Linked DNA regions of Mus musculus: all the other regions are linked to region 3. A link is a contact called in public Hi-C data. All regions are on one chromosome and are shown on one strand. Each heading gives the region's core, a stretch centred on a gene start, on an enhancer-like site or on the middle of the called end of the contact. The rest is flanking DNA. Distances are from core to core; before and after follow the strand shown. Region 1 overlaps Cdyl (chromodomain protein, Y chromosome-like). Region 2 has its middle 160 kb from the start of Cdyl. Region 3 has its middle 29 kb from the start of 1700019C18Rik.

Region 1 (3,026 bases), core at 250-2,749, 510 kb after region 3:
GAGTCTTGCTATGTAGCCCTATCTCTCTTTAGAGATAGGCGGGCATCCTCTTGCCCTCAGCCTTCTCAGTGCTGGTACACACTCTGCTTCTGCTCCCTTGGACTCCACTGTTGAGTCTTCTTGGTGTCTCGTTATTGATTGGCCTCTCATTTCCATCTCCTTGACTGTGCTTCATTTTTGAACTTCCCTCGTTGTTGCTGATGGTTTTCTTTTTTGTGTGATAACCTTGTATCCCCTTGACCCTAGCTTATAGTTCTTTTGAACCGAGTTTACTTTGGTAATTCCAGTTCAGTGGGCCACATAACTAACTGAATGTGGAGTATGGTGAAAACATTGGGAAGGGTAAAGGCGTCTGAATGTACAAGAATCAGAAGCAAATGCATAGTGAACTCTGGGGTTGCTGGCAGTGCAACCTGTGTTGCTCTGGGTGACCTCACTGGAGCTGCAGCCTGTTCTGAATATGTAACAGTTGCACGCTGCAGTAAATGCTGTTACCGCACACAGTTACACACTATTGCTGCCTGACACACCGTGGCTCAGATCTGAGACCTGTATGTCATGGATTGTTGTAGTGACATACAGTATTTGTATTATGCATACAGGTTTTCTGTTCTTTAAAAAGCATAATGGTTTAATTATGGAAAAGAAAGGCTTGATATGTTTCTGTCATCATTCTGTAGTGTACAAATATCAAATTAATATGTCCTTCGAGTGTAGATGTTAGAATATTTGATTTTAAAATTGTTCAGATTGTTAACTTTTGCTTGGGGTTAGTTCAGAACTTCTGAAATAGCTCGAGACAGTCTTCTTCTCTCAACTTGCACAGTGTACGTACGTGAAGTTAAACAATCGAAACGATCACTTAACTCTGACAGACACTGAGGATGCTCTGTCCTGCAGTATCAAATATTCAACCAAGGTATCATTCTTTATGTAATAAAATAGTGCTGAAATTTGCCCTCATCTTTAATAAATGGTAAAATTATATGTATACCAAGTAAGAGTTCTAAATTAAGGTTAACCGATTTTTCTATCCATTTTCTATACCTGTGTACCCAGAGTTAAGAATTTCTTGGATGAAAGGGTCATGAGTGGAGTAGTTTAAGGAAGCTGTGTACTAATTATTTAATCCACCCATTTAGTATTTTACAGTGTTTTCTGCTATTAACTATTCTGGCTGACTGTAGTTGTCCTCCTTCCTCCCCTGCTCCTCCAGGCTCTGGTGTTGCAGGAGTTTTCCCTCTGCTCTGACAGGTGCCTGGTGGAGGTAACTCATGGGAGGCCTTATTTGGGTGCATAGCGGAGAGTCGATTTGTCATGGTGTAGTGGAGGGAGTGAGGTAGCTGTCACCTTGTCACAGGCAAGACCTACAGAAGAATGGGCACTGGATGGTGCCCAGTTGGCACCTTTTTGTTCATCCAGAAACCCAGCATGAGGAGTAGTGCACCAGCATGTCGGGTCTTCCCTCCTCATCTAGCCGAATCTAGAAACTCTCTGGCAGATGGGCTCACAGGGTGTCTTCTTGTTGATTCTAGATCCTGCCAGTTTGGATCCGTATTAGCTGCCATGGGCGTTGGTCTATTTTTATGATGTACTCACGCTCTGAGATTGGAATTGGAGGTGTGCCTGTGGTTTTCCTTGCTTTCTGCAAGCCCAATAAAGCCTGAAGAATCACGCCGTATTAAAGATGTGCTTATTTATTTAGATCAGGGGTCCTCAGAACTCTCAGAACTGTCATTTTCTGTGGCTTCTGCATCAGAGGAAGGCGCCCCCCCCCCCCCCCCCCGATTTAGAACTTGTAGTTACCATGACTAGGTGGACGGTTTGAACCAACACTGTATTTACCTGATGATATCGAAACACAAAGTGTAAACTGGATGTTGTGGGTACTGTTTATGGAACTGCAGATATAGTTGCTCCTGCCTAAGTTGCTGCGTGAGCATGTCTTATCTAACTCTTCTTTAGCCGAGGCTGGCTTGCCAGAATTTGCCAGCCTCAGCCTCTATCTTCATCCAGCCTGCCTAGCATAGGTGAGTCCTTACTTTACCGCCCTTGAAACAAAGAACTTCTTCTTCCTTCAAAGTCTGGGTCCATTTTGTGTCACACCGTAGCTGCCCCTTTTTACCTTGTTTTGTCCTAGGAGTGTTGTATAAATTTTCTTCTGAATGGTTGGAGATATATATATGTGTGTGTGTGTGTGTGTGTGTGTGTGTGTGTATGTATGTATATATATATCTGGTTTTGGATATCTAAGTATGGTGTCTGGGTGACATGAATGTAGTAGACAGTTGTTACTGATATTACTAGTGATTGAAGTCTGAAATCGCAGTTTATATCCCATAGTGGTGCATTAGGGGTCTGGTTTGGCAACAGTCTTACCCGGCAGGTATTTTGAAGGTAAACTAGAACCTGAAGTTTGTGTAAATTAGTTGAGAGGAGGGAAGATTTCTCCTAGAAAGACTTTGCATTGCTGTTATTAAAATGAAATATGGGGCTGGAGATGGCTCAGCAGGTAAGGGCACTGCTTTTCCAAGGAACCAGGTTCAATTGCCAGCACCTCTATCAGGTGGCTCACAAATGCCTGTGACTCCACTTCCAGGCGATCTTTTGGCCTTTGTGAGTATCTGCATACATGTAGAACACATGCATACACGTAGGCACACATAAAACATTTAAAGAAAACCTTTAAAATGTATTTTATGTTTTCATTTTTGAACAAGATGTGTGGGAAGGCATGCTTTTTCCAATACAGTGTCAAGTAGCTGAAGTCAGCCGTAGTCTCTTGCAGAGTGCCTTCATCTGTGTATGATTTCCAATGTAATCGTTCCTGCTGAATTCAGTTTTCTAGATGATCCTTTCCCATCATTTGTTTGGAAAAGCCTAAAACTGTTGATTGCAGGCTATGAACATTTCTTTTTGTCAGTAATTTACTGTTAGAACTTCACTGCATCAAGTAGATGCACACTGGAGCCTTTTCTAATTTACCGTGGGACTAATCTCAAGAGAGAACTAGGGGACACCCCTCC
Region 2 (3,210 bases), core at 454-2,953, 260 kb after region 3:
GAGCCAGCAGGCAAATGATAAAGGGACTGAGAGTTTCACAAAACAGTGTGAAGATGTGAGAGTCATGGGCACCTTGAAAGCACAGCCCAGAGAAGACCGTACATAAGAGTAGTTCATTCCTGCCGTTCATATTTCTCACATAAGGAATTCAAAGTCCCGATTTGAAATGTGGGGGATGAGGACTGGAGAGATAGCTTGGCAGTTAGGAGTACTCACTGCATTTCAAAGGACCTGGGTTTGAGTCACAACAGCCACACTGCAGATCATAAGCTTCTGTAACTCTATTTCCAGGGGGATCTGATGCCGTCTTCTGGCCTCTGTGGGCATTTATTTGCACATGTAGTGCACAGAACCACAGGTGCCACACATACAATTTAAAAACAATGACTAAAAAAACTTTACAAAAACATGTTGTCAAAACACAGATATACCCCTATGCCTTACATACCTGCAAGAATAGTTTATTAATGAACACTGAATTCTTCCAGTTGCAATCACAGAAATTTCTCATGGAATAAACCCATCCCATAGTCCTATAAACCTACCCAATTACAGGCTGTCTTCTACCTTCCTAAATGGTGGATTGAGTTTCTACTCTGGTGGACATCTGTTTTAAACTATGCTTGGGCCCACTCTGGGATGTAAAACTGTCTTGTGCACAGTGATGGATCAACACCCACCCTCAGCATTTTCCCTCCCTCCAGGAGAGCAGCAGTCTGGTCCTCTAGTGGCTCTGCCTGCTAGGCTGTAGCGGGAACCGGCTTTCATGGCAGGCACTGTGATGTTTGCAGTGGTGAGGCTGGAGACCGTTTCCAGAAAAGACACAGGCTCTGGGAGTTTGCCGAGCACTGACTGGGAGCACAGTGTTTCTAGTCAGGGTATCTGGACTTTGATCTTGGGCCTGAGGGAGCCAGGCAGTGATGGGTTGAGAGAGGAGAGGATGGGGCCTGGGTCTCCCTGGGATACTTGCTTCTGGCCCAGATCCTTATATTTTAAAGTGTGTAGCACATTTGCCCCGTTTTAATGTTGGAGCCCCTAAGAGAGTACACTTAGGAATCAGCTCACACAAGCTCTGCAGAGATTATCAAACACCCAGAAATTTTGCAAGCCAGTTGTTAAATTAAGCCACTTCAAAATTGGCCACAATGGGATTATTTTTACTCCATGGAAATCAACAAAGACCACAACTCAGGGTTGGATTTTCTCTTTTTTTCCACAGGGCTCACATCCTGCTGCTGTCGTCTCACTGATTTCAGGAATATTTTACATCCCTCCCACATGCTTTCCAAAATTCTCACCAGAACCCTGGCCAGCTACTCCTATAATGTTCTTTGCAGCATTAGTCCGGGGTTCTGCTATCTTTCTAAGAGATGCTAGGTTTCTTGCCCTGGCCTTCTGTGGTTTCTCTCTGCTTAGAGTGCAAAATGAAAACAAAGCGCTCAGTGTCAGAGAAAGATCATTGAGACACACCTTCAGGGCATTCTCCAAGTCAGCAGTACCAGAGGGCTCCCAGCTTGATTTATTCTCAAGCCCTACATCAAGTGGTTCACAAAAATATCATGTAACCCGAAAACACAGAAAGAGAGCACTGTTCTCATTTCTCAAACCGTATGCAGGAAGCAGGCAGCTCTGACATCTTGCAGTGGTGGCCGAGGCCCTTCTGCCAGGCAGCCTCCAGCCCTTCTGCCAGGCAGCCCCCACTTGGAGCTTGTCCATCCCTGCTTTCTGGTGAGCATATCCTGACTTCACTCCAGATGGTGGGAGTCAGGCGAGTGGAACAAGACACGAGCTTCCGCCGGATGGTAAAAATGAATGACGCTAATAAATATGTCTTTGGCCACTTGGCTAGCCCACCTAGCATTCAGCCAAGACACCCTCCTAAGTTCCTAAGACCCCCCTGTAACAATTTCAGAAGTGTCCCACGACCCAGCACACACTATTCAGGTCAGACAAACAGCAGAATACTAAGAGAATTCCTTTCCTGCCGAATCAGGAACAGGCTAGACCTGTTGAGAATTCTTGTAAACTACCCATCTGTGAGTCATATTTGTATCACCCTGAGTGACTGGATTTGGGGTTAATTGCGAAGTTTGGCCAGCTGCCTCTGCAATTGGCTCAATTAGTTATGGAGGTTGGTAAAACAATGATCTGAGGTCACTGGCAGATTCAGACCAAGGGGCAGCAAAATTGAAAGTGGAGAAACCAGCCAAATTAAACCAAAGAAAAGGCCAGTTTGCAGCTATGTGGGAACGACGCCCAGCATGAAGCCAGGGAGAGCAATTAGTTAGAAATATATCGAGTTGTTGATAATTGAATATCTTAATTTGTAAATGCCAATTTTATATGATGTGGCCGGATAAAATGACCCTATTGATTTCCAAGGAAGTACCTATTGCACATTTCAAGATTGCCTGGGCTGCAGACAGGAGAAACACAGCCCAGCAGGAAAAAAAAAAAAAACAACAACATGTATGTGGTGTGTGTGTGTGTGTGTGTGTGTGTGTGTGTGTGTGGTGTCTCACATGTTTTCCCTGATTCTAACATGTTCTTCACAAACACAGTTCAGAGGAAGGAGCTCTGGCTGAAGGCTATGGTGACCTATACTTACACTGCAATTGACTTGCTATATGGCCTTAGTAAAGATGTTTCCCTGCTTTAAGTCTCGTTCTTTTCAACTGAGGTGACATCACAAACACTCTCATGATGCCAAAATGAGCTGATGAATTGCAATGTGGTGTTTTGAGGTGCTGAGTGCCTCGTAGATTATTCATAAAGGCTGTATTCATAATGGTTATCAGCCCCTATGGATATGTGGGGGTATATGCTCCCTGGGGAGAGAGTAAACTTTGAATGCAATTGTAACGGAGTGCCCCTGTGTTCTAGTGTCATTTCTGATGGTAAACAATGCCAACACAGTAACAAATTGCCAGAGAGTTTTTCATTAGTCATCAGAGTGTAAAAGATTTGATAAATAACGAGAAAATGTTGGCTCTTTTGAGGTGGGAAATCCATGTTATTGACAAGAGCAAATTACATTTCTTTGAAAAGGGTGGGGTCACGGGTTTTAGAGTATTTGCCTTGCTGCTGGGATAAATGAACAGCCGCCCCCCTCCCCCGGGAGCTCGTAAAAACTGTCCCCAGCCAGCCCCAGCCCAGCCCCCACCCTCACTTTGTTCAATCATTTGTGTGACAAGGCTGAGTAGCAGCCTG
Region 3 (2,941 bases), core at 397-2,896:
GTTTCCACAGTTCTGAAAATAGTGCCAACATCTTGAAAGCAGCCCTTTATAAATGAGCTCCTGGAGACATTTCAAATTCAAACCCTAATAATCATTTAGTATCTGAGCTAAAGGTCAAGTAAAAACTCACTCGTCTGATAACTAAGGTAAGGTGTATTGATTTGGCTACCAGTGTCTGGGTACTTTCTGGGACAGTGGGTAGGAGTTCAATATTTCCACAGTGCCCAATGGTAAAATGGACTAATAAGGTCTATCTCATCTATTTGCACTGCTGGGATTCTAAGATTTATGCACTGATGTGCCCAGAGACATGAACAGGAGTCATAGTCACACTAAGAGCATTCCAAGATGGTTCCTTTCATTCTGATGAGATCCAGTGTGTTCATAATGGTATGGCTGTAGACAGGGTAGCTTGCTTCCCTTCAGAGTACTGGACCCTGGCACCATTTTTGATATTTTTTGATGGAATTCATATGTGCCATCTCACTTGATCTTTATAGAGAAAATACCATTACACACAAGGAAACTGAGGCTAGAGAATATGTGAGGCATATACACACTCCAATTTTATTTTGCTTTTTTTCCCTCATAATAGAGGTGGGACCTGGGTCTTGTATTCTAGAGAAAGACTCTACTACTGATCTATACCCCAGTATCTTGTAGCTCTGGTTGACCTCAAAATTGGTAACTCTTTTGTCTCTGCAGGCCGAGTCCTGGTGATCATCACATGTGTCACCATACCATGCTTTAGATTACCATGCACTTGGTAGCACCCCTCCTTCAGTGCTGCAAACTCGGGTTTGATGACTCCAAATTCCCTTTTGTATCAAAGCTGACCCAGACTTGGGAGAACAGCTATGTGTGCATGTTTGCCTGTGTGGCATACCTTTGTTCTCATGTAGCCCTCTTCGATCTTCCAGTGAACTTTCTTCTGTGCACTTTTCTGTCTAGCTGAGGATGAAGCGGGGTTAGTATTGACCAATTCTGCCATCCAGAGAATGATGCTAAGCTTGGGTTGAACTAGTTCCCTCCGCTCTGTGGAGCTCATCCTGTTACCTCAAATATGAGAGAGCAATGTTAAGTGATGTTGAAATCACTCCACCAGGTAGCTAGAGAACCATGCGGGGAGCTGAGCAACACCACAGTGACTGAGGCTGGGTTGTGGCTTCATCGCAGAAAACATGAAATCAAGACTCTAATGAGGATCCCAGCTGTTGCTTTCTGAGTAAAATTTGGAAGAACAAAGTATTGAAGGAAGATTTGCCCTCTGAACTGCCCAAAAGAATAGTATTAAAAGCTAATATAACCAGAGGTAGACCCAGATTGGCTCTGTATAGAGACATGGTTCATCAGCATCTTCAGATAGCTTGGCTGAGCAGCTGCAAGGTCTCCCTTCAAGCCTGTGGTCTCCAAGAACTGTGTTTGATTGCCTCCATCAGATTCTACCACCCATAGCTTGGATCAGATCACTGTCTGCAGGTAGCTCAGCAGTGACTACAAAACGAAAAAGGTGCAGTGCCCTAGCAGCAGCCACCCACACTGTGGGCATACAACCCAGTAGGAACCTGGGATGGTCTGTCACTGAGACACAAAGCCCACAAGGGCTGTGAGGATGATGGAAATGAGGAAGCTATTTCCAGACTCCCAGTGGAAGTCCCTTACACAAAAGGAGACACAGATGGAGGAGACAGTTGTAGCAGATGGTGTCCTTCCAGGAGGGAGTAAGAAACAATCTGATGTCAGGGAGGAACGGGGGCTGGGCACCTTGTGATGACTCTGTGTCCTATTCTAGGCCACCTAGCAGGGAGCTGGAGAAGGAACTTACCTTGGAGAACTTGTAATTATCTGAGCTGCTGAAGACATGGTCATTTCTAAACATAGTAGAAAAAAAATCCTGCCTAGCCGCTGACTAGTTGCTGCTGAGAGTAGAGTCTGGGAGCTTCTCTCTGTCCTTACCAATTTTATCATAGCTAATTAGTACCCTGGAGGAGGTAAAGAAAGAAATGGAGCACTGAGCCTGGGTGCAGGAGTTGGAAGGCAGTTGGTCATACTGCTGTACAGACAGCAGGACCCAGGAAAGGGAATCATTAGGAACATACTCAGAACCACCATGGGCTGTTATGCAGGATGTTTACTGAATAATATTGGAGGCTCCACTTACTTCATAGTCTCTTTTTAAGAGGTGTGCTGTGGAAAATAAGGGAAATGATATATCAAACTTGGGATAAGAAGCTATATGCAGCTCTGTACATAAAGGTCGAGAGAGGATATTGGTTCTGTATTCCACAGGTAACTGACAGTGTATCACCTTGATCCTGCCATCTTGATGCCTTATTCAGGGTTATTTGAATACAGAGCTATGACACCAAGCACTGTTATAACTGGGAGTTAGGTAATTTGGGTGGGGTATGGCTCCCACCATTGTTCCCTTCAGTTCTTCATATCACAATGTCTAAGTCAAAATTCTACTACTGGGAAGAGACACCATGACCATGGCAACTCTTATAAAGGAAAACATTTAATTAGGGCTACCTTACAGTTAAGAGGTTTAGTGGATTCTCATCATGACAAGAAGCATGATGGAAGGTAGGCAAATATGCTGCTGGAGAGGTAGCTGAAAGTTCTGAGCTAAGATGCCAGATTGGCAGGCATTAGAAAGAGAGAATGACACACTGGGACTGGCTTGAGTTTCTGAAACTTCAAAGCTTCCATGTCCCCACATCCTCCCTTCACCCAGTGACACACTTCCTCCAATAAAGCCACACTTACTCTAACAAGACCACAGATCCTAATAGTGCCACTCCCTGTGGACCTATGAAGGCCATTTTCATTCAAACTATAACACGAGATAAATGAAGACCATTTTGCTCTAAGACCAACAAGAACACCTGGTTTACTCAACACCATCCTGAATGACAGAGGCACCCCTAGTACAACATTG

What was found. Hi-C and Micro-C count contacts between places; a contact is called where the count stands out from the background.
Region 1: a Hi-C map of cerebellar granule neurons shows a contact between it and region 3, with 2.3 times the contacts expected there. The contact joins two enhancer-like sites. A contact is called at or near these places in 3 of 484 Hi-C or Micro-C datasets (cerebellar granule neurons, cerebellum and cortical neurons), 3 of 115 datasets of contacts at active chromatin or transcription factors (bone marrow-derived macrophages and embryonic stem cells) and 1 of 9 other capture datasets (embryonic stem cells).
Region 2: a Hi-C map of cerebellar granule neurons shows a contact between it and region 3, with 2.2 times the contacts expected there. The contact joins two enhancer-like sites. A contact is called at or near these places in 8 of 484 Hi-C or Micro-C datasets (bone marrow-derived macrophages, brain, cerebellar granule neurons and 3 more).

What each region holds. Positions count from the first base shown.
Region 1 is chr13:35,750,737-35,753,762 of GRCm38.p6, forward strand. All of the region lies in intron 3 of Cdyl (chromodomain protein, Y chromosome-like), which reads left to right. Among named protein-coding and RNA genes, the nearest start is that of Cdyl, 92 kb to the left of the region's middle. Within about 2 kb of position 1,500, at least 5 of the 459 cell types and tissues checked have an H3K27ac peak or open chromatin away from gene starts, as enhancers often do. A contact at or near this core is called in cerebellar granule neurons and cerebellum, where this site is marked.
Region 2 is chr13:35,500,263-35,503,472 of GRCm38.p6, forward strand. No RefSeq gene overlaps it. Among named protein-coding and RNA genes, the nearest start is that of Cdyl, 160 kb to the right of the region's middle. Within about 2 kb of position 1,704, at least 84 of the 459 cell types and tissues checked have an H3K27ac peak or open chromatin away from gene starts, as enhancers often do. A contact at or near this core is called in cerebellar granule neurons and cerebellum, where this site is marked.
Region 3 is chr13:35,239,970-35,242,910 of GRCm38.p6, forward strand. No RefSeq gene overlaps it. Among named protein-coding and RNA genes, the nearest start is that of 1700019C18Rik, 29 kb to the left of the region's middle. Within about 2 kb of position 1,647, at least 6 of the 459 cell types and tissues checked have an H3K27ac peak or open chromatin away from gene starts, as enhancers often do. A contact at or near this core is called in cerebellar granule neurons and cerebellum, where this site is marked.